2 separate regions of the Nothobranchius furzeri genome follow, and region 2 is linked to region 1. The links are chromatin contacts, called in public Micro-C maps. All regions are on one chromosome and are shown on one strand. The core of a region is the stretch at or near the end of the contact, and the rest is flanking DNA. Distances in the headings are between cores, read along the strand shown.

Evidence for each region. A called contact is a pair of places that touch in the nucleus more often than the background predicts.
Region 2: a contact with region 1 is called in a Micro-C map of tail fin, with 3 times the contacts expected there. The contact joins the enhancer-like site here to the promoter of spast in region 1. A contact is called at or near these places in 2 of 2 Hi-C or Micro-C datasets (skeletal muscle and tail fin).

Annotation. Positions count from the first base shown.
Region 1 is chr12:1,586,845-1,592,327 of NfurGRZ-RIMD1, reverse strand. spast (spastin) reads right to left here and starts at 2,447. Exons shown (of 16, transcript XM_015943989.3): 1 at 2,119-2,447; 2 at 1,957-2,040; 3 at 1,802-1,876; 4 at 1,576-1,724; 5 at 1,361-1,488; 6 at 1,182-1,275; 7 at 1,021-1,095; 8 at 844-915; 9 at 684-759; 10 at 511-602; 11 at 352-431; 12 at 228-270; 13 at 57-136. The coding sequence starts at 2,230. memo1 (mediator of cell motility 1) reads left to right here and starts at 3,090. Exons shown (of 9, transcript XM_015943990.3): 1 at 3,090-3,652; 2 at 5,006-5,087; 3 at 5,166-5,234. The coding sequence starts at 3,592.
Region 2 is chr12:1,664,870-1,670,352 of NfurGRZ-RIMD1, reverse strand. It overlaps vit (vitrin), which reads right to left. Exons shown (of 20, transcript XM_015943982.3): 15 at 5,403-5,468; 16 at 3,977-4,124; 17 at 3,800-3,903; 18 at 3,029-3,255; 19 at 2,443-2,956; 20 at 1,848-2,251. The coding sequence ends at 2,073. Among protein-coding and RNA genes, the nearest start is that of vit, 31 kb to the right of the region's middle. Within about 2 kb of position 3,287, at least 1 of the 3 cell types and tissues checked has an H3K27ac peak or open chromatin away from gene starts, as enhancers often do. A contact at or near this core is called in tail fin, where this site is marked.

The sequences.
Region 1 (5,483 bases), core at 1,198-3,697:
GGTTTCTACTGCCTCTACGAACACATGAAGCATTGTAACAGCAGCAGGACACTCACTTTGCGAGGCAAGACAGCTCGCTCGAGCTCAGTGGATTCCCGTGTTTGCCCAAAAGGTTTGTCATCAGAGTGAGTCTCGTCTAAAGAGTTAGAAAACTTCTTTTAAAAAGGAAACAAAAAGCATCTTGCAACAAAACAAAAAAAAAAAAAACATGCATGGGTGATAATTACCTTCTCATCTGGCAGAGCGACATACACCCTTTTTGCAAAGCGCCTGTCAGATAAACATTTATCAGTAGCAGTGACATATTTTTAAATCAAACATAAAACAATCACGTATGGCTGCACTGCTTACCTTAGGACTGCTTCATCAAGCTCCTGAGGCCTGTTAGTTGCTCCCATGACCAGAACCCTGTCATCCCCTCCTGACTGCACCTGAAATCCAGAAAGGCAGATGTGAAAATGACACCGGTGTGTTCTCAGGTGTTCAAGAATAAATTCCTGACACTCTTACCCCATCAAATTCGATGAGGAACTCTGTCTTTAAGCGACGAGAGGCATCGTGTTCCCCCTCCCTCCTCTCACAGAGTAAGCTGTCCACTTCGTCTAAGAATTAAAAGTGATATTAAAAGGTTAATTTATGAACCAAGATGTCAAAGTTAAACTGTGGAAGACAGTACTACGGACCAATAAAGATGACTGAAGGCTGCAGTTCTCTTGCAACTGCAAAGAGAGCTCGTACAAGCTTCTCGCCCTCTCCTACCTGTGACAGTGATAAGAAACATTTGAAAACACCACAGATTACAGTGTGGCTGCAGAAAAGTAAGCAATTTATAAATCTACTCACATATTTAGATGTCAAACTAGCTGCACTAATGTTGAAAAAAGTAGCATTAGACTCTGCAGCGACTGCTTTGGCCTGGAAAGGAGGAATAGCATCTGTAATTCAGCTAATAACAGCAGGATGGTGATACATGCATACAAGCAATCAAGGTTGTTGTGTTAAAATGGATGCGCTACATACCAGCATGGTTTTTCCATTTCCAGGTGGGCCAAATAAAAGCAAACCACGTGCAGGTGCTCTCAGACCTGTAAACAGCTAAACAGACCATAGGAGATGGTGTCAGGTTAAACACTTAAAGCACAGATGCTTTATGAAGACAGAAATATAGTAAAGCTCGTAACCTCCGGTCTTAAGGAAGGAAGGATCACAATTTCTTGGAGTGCTTGTTTAGCTAGATCTTGTCCAGCAATGTCTTCAAAAGATACAGACGCTCCCCTGCCGAGCACATTTTAAATGTAGCATCTTTATTTAATTCTGTATTTTGCAGATTGCAAAAGCATTATTATCTTGTTATGAATACCTGTCAACTATTTCATTAAGAATCAAGCTGGCCAGCTTGCTGTCCACATTTTTGAAGTGTTTCATGTCCCTCTTTGGGGGTTGCTTCACAGGTCTTCCATTTGGGACTTTTCCCATCCTGGGGTTCACCTGAATTGATTTAAGCAGAAATCATTACACAACGTGAACCCTTCAGTATCACGTGATTACACTTTACATGGTGAAGAATCAAAACACCTTTGCATCAGCAGGTCTTGGTGATGGTCTGGCAGCAGTGGAGGGCCTAAAGTTAGTGGACAACCCTGAAGCTGAAGGCTGGCTTTTAGGCTTAGGGAGGCTTGAGCCAGACAGAGGATTGTTTTTGCTTTTAGATGCCAATGTGGCCTCTGTGAGGAAAGAACAGGAAAATAGGTTATTTAGCTTTGATGCCAGCAGGGTGTTAGTCAGCTCAAATGACACCTACCTAACAAAGCAAGCCTGTCTTTCGCCATGGTGAGATTGGTAACCATTTTATCTTGCAGCCTCTTTGATCGATCATCTGACAAAACAACACAGAATTCATGGCTAAATGTTCCTAACACAAAACATCACGGAACAGAGGAGTGTTAACGTTTCTACCTGTTCCAGTAATCTCTATGGCGATACCCTTTTCAAGCTCAGCGATTCCTTTCTTGTACCACTGCACAGCTTCTCCCTTAGCCACTATTATCACATGATGGCGTTTATAACAAACTGTCACACAAAACATCCGCTGATCGATACTCAAACAAATAAACCAACCTGAATCATCCTCGTCGATCCTCAGTGCCTTCGAAATATACTCAAACGCCTGTTTATGATAGTTTTTAATAAGTTCTCCGCTGCTATTAGTTGCGTTTATTTTAGCCGACATTACTGATGCGTTACTTCCTCCCTAATCGCGGTTGTTACAAATTCTCTAAGAAGGGAAATATACATTTAGCATTTAAAAAACATGCGAAGGTGGCGAAACATCGGTATATGTTTAGTAAACTAACCCTTCACTGTGATATTCTTTTGTTTTTAGAGTCCATGCAAGCAGCTACCGCTAACTTCCGCTTTCCCTTGTACACAAACAACAGACTCCGCCCGCTTCCGCATCTTCTCTTTGGTGTAAACTCCTAGCGCCCCCTGCCGTAGTGGAGAAACATTGTCTTGTGTCGTTTTCCATTTTTACAGTCAAAATTTCTAACCAAATTTTAAAATAAAAATATAATAAATAATATTTGTTGCAAAAAACAGGTTTCCGCCTGCTTTTCCACCGATTTCGTTACCATTTTACCCATTTTTGTGTGATTATAGAACACCAATTTGTAAAGTAATTACTAGAAACATTTAACCATATTTATAATAATAATAATAGTTTCACTATATATATTCACTATATATATCGTTATATATCGTTATTTTTCCTTGACTTGTACATAATGTTCTTTTTAATTTTCACGAATTCACATGTCATTCAAAACAATGACTGCTATTTTCAACTCAGAAGAAATCAGAAAAGATTTTGAACTCAAATGACAATTCATGAAAGAAATTTGAGAAAAACCTTTAGACATTATAATGATGCATTACAAACGTGTCGACAGCTGTTATTGATAGCATCTAGATTCTTAATTGTTTTGGTTTCAACCATAACGTTAAGCTTGTATGATTCATTTTCTGCCATGTGTGCTCACCACAGCTCACTTGACGGCCCAACGTTTTGTAACCAAACAACCATTCTGGACTTGTTTCCGCCCCTTTCCAATTCCCACCAATGATGTTTCCCTACAAAATCAATTCACCAATCATAAGACGTGACATCACTTCGACAACAGTTTTAGCCGCGCCCCTTCTACCTGGCTAGCAAAAGAAGTCTCAGTAATCCTCAAATACCTACTGTGACAGTTTAAAGGTTTTATATTGGGCTAGCTAGTGTTTGTTGTCGGCGCAATACTGTTTTATTTGTGCCTATAAGGAGTTATATCGCCAGATTGCCGAACAAACTAACTTCACTTATTAACCGGTAACAACCATCGACATTAATATAACAACACAGGGGCCAGTACAGTGAGCTTGCTATCCCAGCTGTCTCGACAGCCGGACTGCCCTTTGTCTATTCGAGCAAGGTAGCTAGCAGGCGTTATTTCATCTGTCAGCTAGCTAACGCAGGGTTTTTGCAGTTCTGTTTTATTTTTATTTTGCTATAAAGAAGTTAAGGAAATCAAGATAGGCGGCTTGGGAACCAAGATGTCAAATCGAGTGGTGTGCAGAGAAGCAAGTCACGCCGGGAGCTGGTACTCCGCTTCGGGTAACTGTCGGCACTTTGCGTTAGCACACCGAGCGCTAGCTGTTGTTGTTTTTTATTTTCCTTTGTATGTCAGCATGCCTCGTTGGTTTTGTCTGTCGCTTTATTTAGTAAAACTTTAAACATCGTTGGGTTTATAACGTTTCTCTTCGTATATTGCCCGAGGAGGCTGTTAAAGCCGACGATGTCATGCTAATCTAGATGATTCAAATAAAAGCCGGTTAGCTAACATTTACCAGCTTCTGACAGCCTGTTCTGTGTCATCCCACGAGGAACATGTGTGTTTTGTGGTCATTTATTGTTGATCATGCCGCAAAAGAATAAAATAAAGCGGGATTTTGTTGGACAAATTTGTTACAGGCTATAGCTATTCAGAGCTAACTTGGCTAATATTAGACCTCCCTGGCCTACACGCTAACTCGACAACTCCAGAAAACAACCAAAGCTAAACCAGCTTAAGCTGTTTTAATTGTTGTGATCGTTTTGGTTTCTCACTGCGACTTCCTTAACTGTGAAATGTTCTCAGCCATGAAACAAAGGACTGGGTTGGGCTGGGCAGAAAACTGGAGTTTCATGTTGTACCCCTTCCCCCAGTTCATAAACAGGAAGCCTTTTCTATTTTTGAACCCACCAAACATTTAGTTATTCCATTTGTAATCCAGCGAAACCTTCCTCATATATACTTTCAGCTAACCTAAATAAAAACATGCATAGATATGATCGTAGTAGTTAAACACTGCCTGTACATTTATTTGTTGAGTTTAGGCTGTTCTAGATCTCTTTTTTTCATTCAGGTCAGAACCTCTTTATGCTGTTCTCTGGTTTGGATCAGAACACATCTTCTGCTGATTAACAGTAATAGATTGTATGGCTCATATATGGATTGTTTATGTTACAGTGATGAAATATGTGCTGCAGAATGCTTAGAAAATCAAATCGTACACTTATCTGGATTTAAATATCTGAACATGATCCGTACACCAGCTCATTGATGTCATTAGGGTGCGACAGGGACTCTGGGACTGGGAGTTCCCTCTATGATTGGAGGGTTACCGGTTTGACCCAGGCTTTATCCGTGCAGGCTGTTATATTCTGGGGCAAGATGCTTCACCCTCCTTGCCTGCTGGTTGTGGTCAGACATACCAGTGGTGCCAAATGTGTGGCAGCCTCTTTACTGCCAGTGTGCCCTAGGGCAGCTGTAGCTACAATGTAGCTCATCACCATCAGTGTGTGTGTTTATGCCAGAACCATGAACATCTGGTTCTAATCTAATCGTGTTTATGTTGCAGTAAAAAAGCAATGGCGCTGTTTAAAGATTTATTCAACTGATATGAATTTGTTTTTTGACTTTTGCAGGATCCCAGCTGAATGCACAACTAGAGGGATGGCTGTCTCAAGCACAGTCCTCGATCAGACCTGCCAGAGCCATCATAGCACCGTAACAACATAAAGACTATCTATTTAAAAAGTACCTGAAGGGCCTGTAATGATGTTTTCTTTATGTCTTTGCTTACAGCCATGCCGGGTATACCTACTGTGGTGCTTGTGCAGCACATGCCTACAAGCAGGTTGATCCCACTGTTACGTAAGTCGTTCAGCTAAAATGTTGCACTTTTCACATTTGGGTCAGCATGGCCCAGCCCTGGTAGGGTAATTGTGTTTACATCTCTATAATCTGTGCATTTTCTGTGCTCAGCCGACCTTTTTTCTTCTTCTTTTAAACCTGCTTCCCGGCAGCCAACTTGAAGCTGAGCTGACCCAACACACTCGGTACGGACTGACTGGCCGAGAAGGACCTGGCTGCAGCACGCAGAAAGGGGCAGTGTCGAGCCAG
Region 2 (5,483 bases), core at 2,038-4,537, 77 kb before region 1:
GGTCCAGAGTCTGGGGGCCACAGCAGCAGATGATCTGTCACCTTTGACCTTTAGCCTGGTGCTGCACAACCAGTAGGCTTTGATCACTGGACCTCAGGGACCTGCTGGGGGTGTAGGGACTAAGAAGATCACCAATGTAAGATGGTGCTTGTCCATGTAAGGCCCTTTAGACCAGAACCAGGATCTTGAAATGAACCCTGAAGTTGACTGGCAGCCAGTGAAGCTGGAGGAGAAGCGGGGTGATGTGGGTGTGTTTGGAGGACACATCTCAGTCTATACCTCTGAACAAGAAGTGTAATTTTTGTCATGCATAACATAAATAAGTAGCCTTGTGGTAGAGTGTCCACCCTGGTACTGGGAGATCGGGTTCAAATCCATGGTTGGGTCACACAAAATACTTTAAAAATGGGACCCAATACCTCCCTGCTTGACACTTCGCTTTAAGGGGTTGGATTTGAGGGTTTGGTTCCTGAGCGCTGCCACTGCTGCAGCTCAGCGCTCCCCTTTAATAAATAAAAAGCTCAATAAGCAGGAGCAGTCCACACATAAAGTAAGAAGATGAATACAACAGTTGATCTTGACTTAAAGGTATAGCAAAGGATCTTTCCGGGTGGATCATCTGAACCATTGGTTCACTTAACTGTCAATCATTCTGGTGAACCATTCACACAAGGCCGCCGTCGTACGTTGCTGGGTAGTTTTCACTTCCTGTGCATGCGAAAAGCAAAGGTTGGGCTCCCCACAGACGCCCGGTTTTCTGCTAAAGTTCGTCATACTATTTGGAGAAATTCATTTCAGATTACTGCTAGAAGAAGTTGGCTGAAGGCCAGCAGCCACTTGTAACAAGGATAACAGGGCTTTTTTTTTCAAAACGAGGAGTGGGCGGTTCTTTCCTGAAGTTCAGAAACATCCTCCGCTATACCTTTAATGACAAATTCGATTTATATGTGGTAAAAACAGCTCCTCCACTGTTATCGTGTAGTCTTCCGAACCAGCCAGCACGTCTAGCCAGGCATAAACTTTGTTTCTTCAAACTGAGGCTGCTCAGTATTATTGGTTTTAAATTTATTTTTCCAACTTTGCAACAAATCCTACTACTAACAAGACACTAACTTCTCGGTCATTTCTTTACTCTCTCGAGTTTCTGCTGAGGAGAAAACAAATCGGTTTATTCTTTAACATCATGCAAATTTCCCCCTTTTGTTTAAACTTGACGAGTTTCGGAGTTCAGGTTTGACTCAAATAAAAACCACTTCTTTAATTTATCTTGATTTTTTCTTTATTTTATTAAAAACTGCTAAAAAATCAATTATTTGAATATTACAAGCAAATGGCTTTTAATAAGTATATGTACAAACAGGAAATAAGAGAAAGGGAATCAAATATTCTCAGTGTAAGACAGAAAGGCTTGGAATGGTAAACTAAATACCATCAGAATGAAAACTTACATTTATTCTGTCTCTGGAGAAAAAAACATTTTTATGTACCGTTTCTCAACAACGTTGTTTCATAATGTGATTTGTATTTTTTTACACTGGTAAAAATAAAAATCAACAGCGATTCCAGCACCAGTCTGTGAGTTAAACTTCAACAACTTTCCTCATTTAAGATCAAAAAGCACCAGCTGCAGAGAGCCTTTCCTCCTCAGAGTATACAAAAAAAGATCTTTATGAAGATTTAAACCCACATCTCTCTGCGGGCATCACATGGTTATCGTGTGTTTTTGGTGTCTTTGCTTTAACATAAAAACAGTGAATGATGACATCTCAGCCCAGGTGTGCAGAAAGCTCAAACACTGAGGTTGAACACAGCCTGGGGGGAATTATTTAGAAAGCATCGGTTTAGAAAACCAGTACCACACTTCATTTTTATGCTCTTTGCTGTTTTTTGCAAGTTTTTTTAAGAGGGGATTTAATGCAGACATATTTTAAAAACACCCTCCTAAATTCCTCCTCAAACGTACGGCACTGTAGTCGAAGCCCGCGACACCGCGTGGGCAAGCGGAGTAGATTTACAAACGCTGTTCTGCTGAGACGGCCCACGTCCGACACGTTTCCTCCAACAGCAGCTCCTCAGTTTCTGGGCTGGGAGTTGAACTCCTGGCAGATGTTGTGGATGATCTTGGGAACAAACTTGTAGAGGTTGTCGAACTCGTCCACAAAGAAGGAGTGCTCCTTGTCAGGGTCTGTGGCGATGTACTCCAGCTCATCCTGGGCGGCCCAGGCGATGCCGATGGAGTAAGCAATCACACCTAGATGGGGAAGGGAGAAGGGGAGGGGGGGGGGGACAAAAGGATGTCACTCAAACCAATGTCTGACACTTTAATGTGGACTAAAGTCTTGTGGCAGGTCTGACGTCTGGTGGCTAACCCAGAAGAACCGTGGTACCCACTGTGGTGACTCGAGGCTGCCACATTTCAGGCTGCCACGGGTGACCTCTCACCTTGACGTTGGACAGCTTCTGCGGGCACCCTGACATCATCATAAGAGCGCCCGTCAGTAATGACGATCATGATTTTGCGTTTGTTGGGTTTAGACTTGCTGAAGAGCTGCTCTGCTGCGTAAGTGATGGCAGCACCGGTGCTGGTACCGCCGCTCCAGTAGTTGATGCGCTTGATGGCATTCAGCAGCTCGGCCTTGTTGTTGTACTGCCCGAAGGCGAACTCCAGCCTCTGTTCGTAGGTGTACTGAATGGCTCCGACCCGCGTATCCGTGTCTGAGATCTCAAACTCCCTCGTGACGTTGGCCACAAACTGGAGCACCGTGCGGAAGTTGCCGGTCCCCACACTGCTAGAGCCATCAATGACGAAGGCGATGTCGTTGGCGTTGAGGCAGGTCTTGCTGCACACCAGGCGATCTGTGTCGCACACTCGTTTCACCAGGGGCTGCACGGCCTTCCTCAGGGCGAACCAGCTGTTCACAGGGAGGGAGTAGAAGCCGTTTGTCCGACACACAGCCTGCAGGGATAAATCAGCCCGTTTCAGACATGCTTTAACCTGGGATCAGACACTTCATGGACATTATTCCACCTTGTCCACAAAGTTGGCTTCGACCAGGTTTTGCTTTTCGCTGTCATCAGGACCCTCGATGGTGACAAAGAAGATGTTGATTCCCGATTCCCGGGCGAGCCGAGAGGCCTCCTCCACTTTGTCCGTGGGCCAGCCATCCACTAGGACCACAGCCACGTTGGGGGCTCCTCCCCGGTTCCCGTTTGCATCACTGAAGTACTGCTTGTTAATGTAGGAGAGGGCTTTTCCTGTTGGAACACCAGGGGGCGACAGAATGATGATCAATCGACGCACAAGTCTGTGATTGAGAACGCGCCAAGGATAGAGAAAAACCCACACACGGCATACAAAAGCTTTTTATAGCAGCCTGTCTCGGACACACATCTGTCCTGTTATTCAGATCTGCTGACAGTCCCAACAGTGATACAGGAGGCTCTGTTGTGGCCCAAACTGTAAGCAGCACTTACGGGAAACCACACACACACACACACTAGTTCTACAAAATTTAGCAGCTCATAAAAACCGAGAGGCAATTCACGAATGCTGACGCACCAATGGAAGCAGAAAAACACCAGTCTGCCTGTGGAGAGCCGACCCCCGCGGGCTGGTGAACAGCACCCGCGGCTGGTCAGAGCAGAAGAGCGTGGCTCACTAGAAGCACAGCTATCATTTAGATCCTGGCAAGTTTAGACTTAATTCTATCCTTGCATGTGAAAATGTGCCCGGGCAGTAAAGCCTGTGATAATTGCACCCCACTTATTTTTACTTTCACACCCACAGCAGGTCACTCACCCACGTTGGAGAGGCCTCCCTTCTGAGAGATCTTATCGATGGCTGACTTCACTTCCCTGGAGCTGGAGTGAGTCCTCAGACTGAACTCCGTCACGGGGTCGTCACTTTGAGCAGAGCAACAACATCTTGTCTTATATCAAATCTGTAAACAACGAGACGAATAGAAGACGACCTTACCCATACTGGATGATGCCCATCATGGGTCCAGCAACACCCACGTTGATGACCTGCGCCACCTCGCTGAGGAAGTCTTTCTGGATTTTGAAACGACGCTTCCCGATGCTCCAGCTCCCGTCCATTAGGAAGGCAAGGTCCACCTTACAATCTGGGGTCAAAACACATTTCTGCATGTATGAAGCACAGAAACAGCTGGAGCAGGCGGCGAGACGGAGCTCGCTTCCTTGGCACAAGATGAGAAGAACGTGGTCACTAATTTAGGGGTGAAAACTGATGCGGCCCTTAAATTCGATGCACAAATCAACGTGGTTGTCCAGGCACGCTTTTTTACTGTGAGACGGCTATCAAGAGCACATCTGGAAACAGTACTACACGCTTTTATCATGTCCTACTGCCGTACTGGGTTGTGTGCTGCTCCGAGTCAGGCTGCAGCTGCACGGATCCGGCTGGTCCAACACTCTGCTGCCAGATTTGTGACTGGGACAAGAAGGAAGGACCACATTACCCCAGCGTTGGCTTCTCTTCACGGGCTCCCAGTGTTTTACTGGGCAAAATTTAAGATCCTCCTCCGTGTCTTCAGGGTGCTGCAGGGCAGTGCTCCCCCATGTCTGGCTGCACTGTTACAGCGGTGTGTCTCCGCTAGGGCCCTTCGCTCTGCTGAGCAGGAGTTGCTGGAAGTCCTCTGCTCTAACTGAGACCTAGAGGGACCGGGCCTTCTCGGTAATGGCTCCAGCCCTTTGGAACGAGCTGCCTCCGGCAGTGAAGCAAGCTCTTTCCCTTCAGGAGTTTAAGTCTCGCCTGAAAACTCACTTGTATCTGTTAGCTTTCCCCCAACACCCATGACACTGCTTTTGTATTTTATTTATTGTACTGCATGGGTTTTAGTTGCTTTCACTTGTACTTTGCTACTATTTTTATTCTCTTCACCTACTATGATGTTTTTATCCTTGTTTTTATGAGCTGATCAGCACCTTGGGTCTCTGCTAAGGTGGTAGAAGGTGCAATATAAATAAATCTGATAGAAACACAAAATCCATCTATTCCATGATCTGGGCACCGACATGGGGACCTGCCAGGGTCAAAACGACTTCAGAAGCTTTTCAAATGTCTTACCTAAAATGCAAGCCCTCCCTAGTAAGCATACAGTAATTGGATCCACCCCATATTAACCCTCCCACTGTCTTTACGGGTGGCCCCGCGAGGAAAATTGACCATTGAGCAGGGTTGATGGTTTATCCCTTGAGGTCCACATGGCATGGGGGAGGAGGTGCTCACTCCTCACAACTGTCACATGGACCTAAGGGATAAACCATCAACCCTGCTCAATGGTCAACTTTCCTCGCGGGGCCACACCCATTAGGACAGTAGGAGGGTTAATAGAAACAGTTTAAGAGATTATCTAAATTCTGTAAAAAGCCAAACTTACTTGGATCTCCTTGTGACGCAGGTTCTGGGGCTCTTGGTACCGGTTCTGGTTCCCTCAGACTAAAACCTCAAATACAGGAAA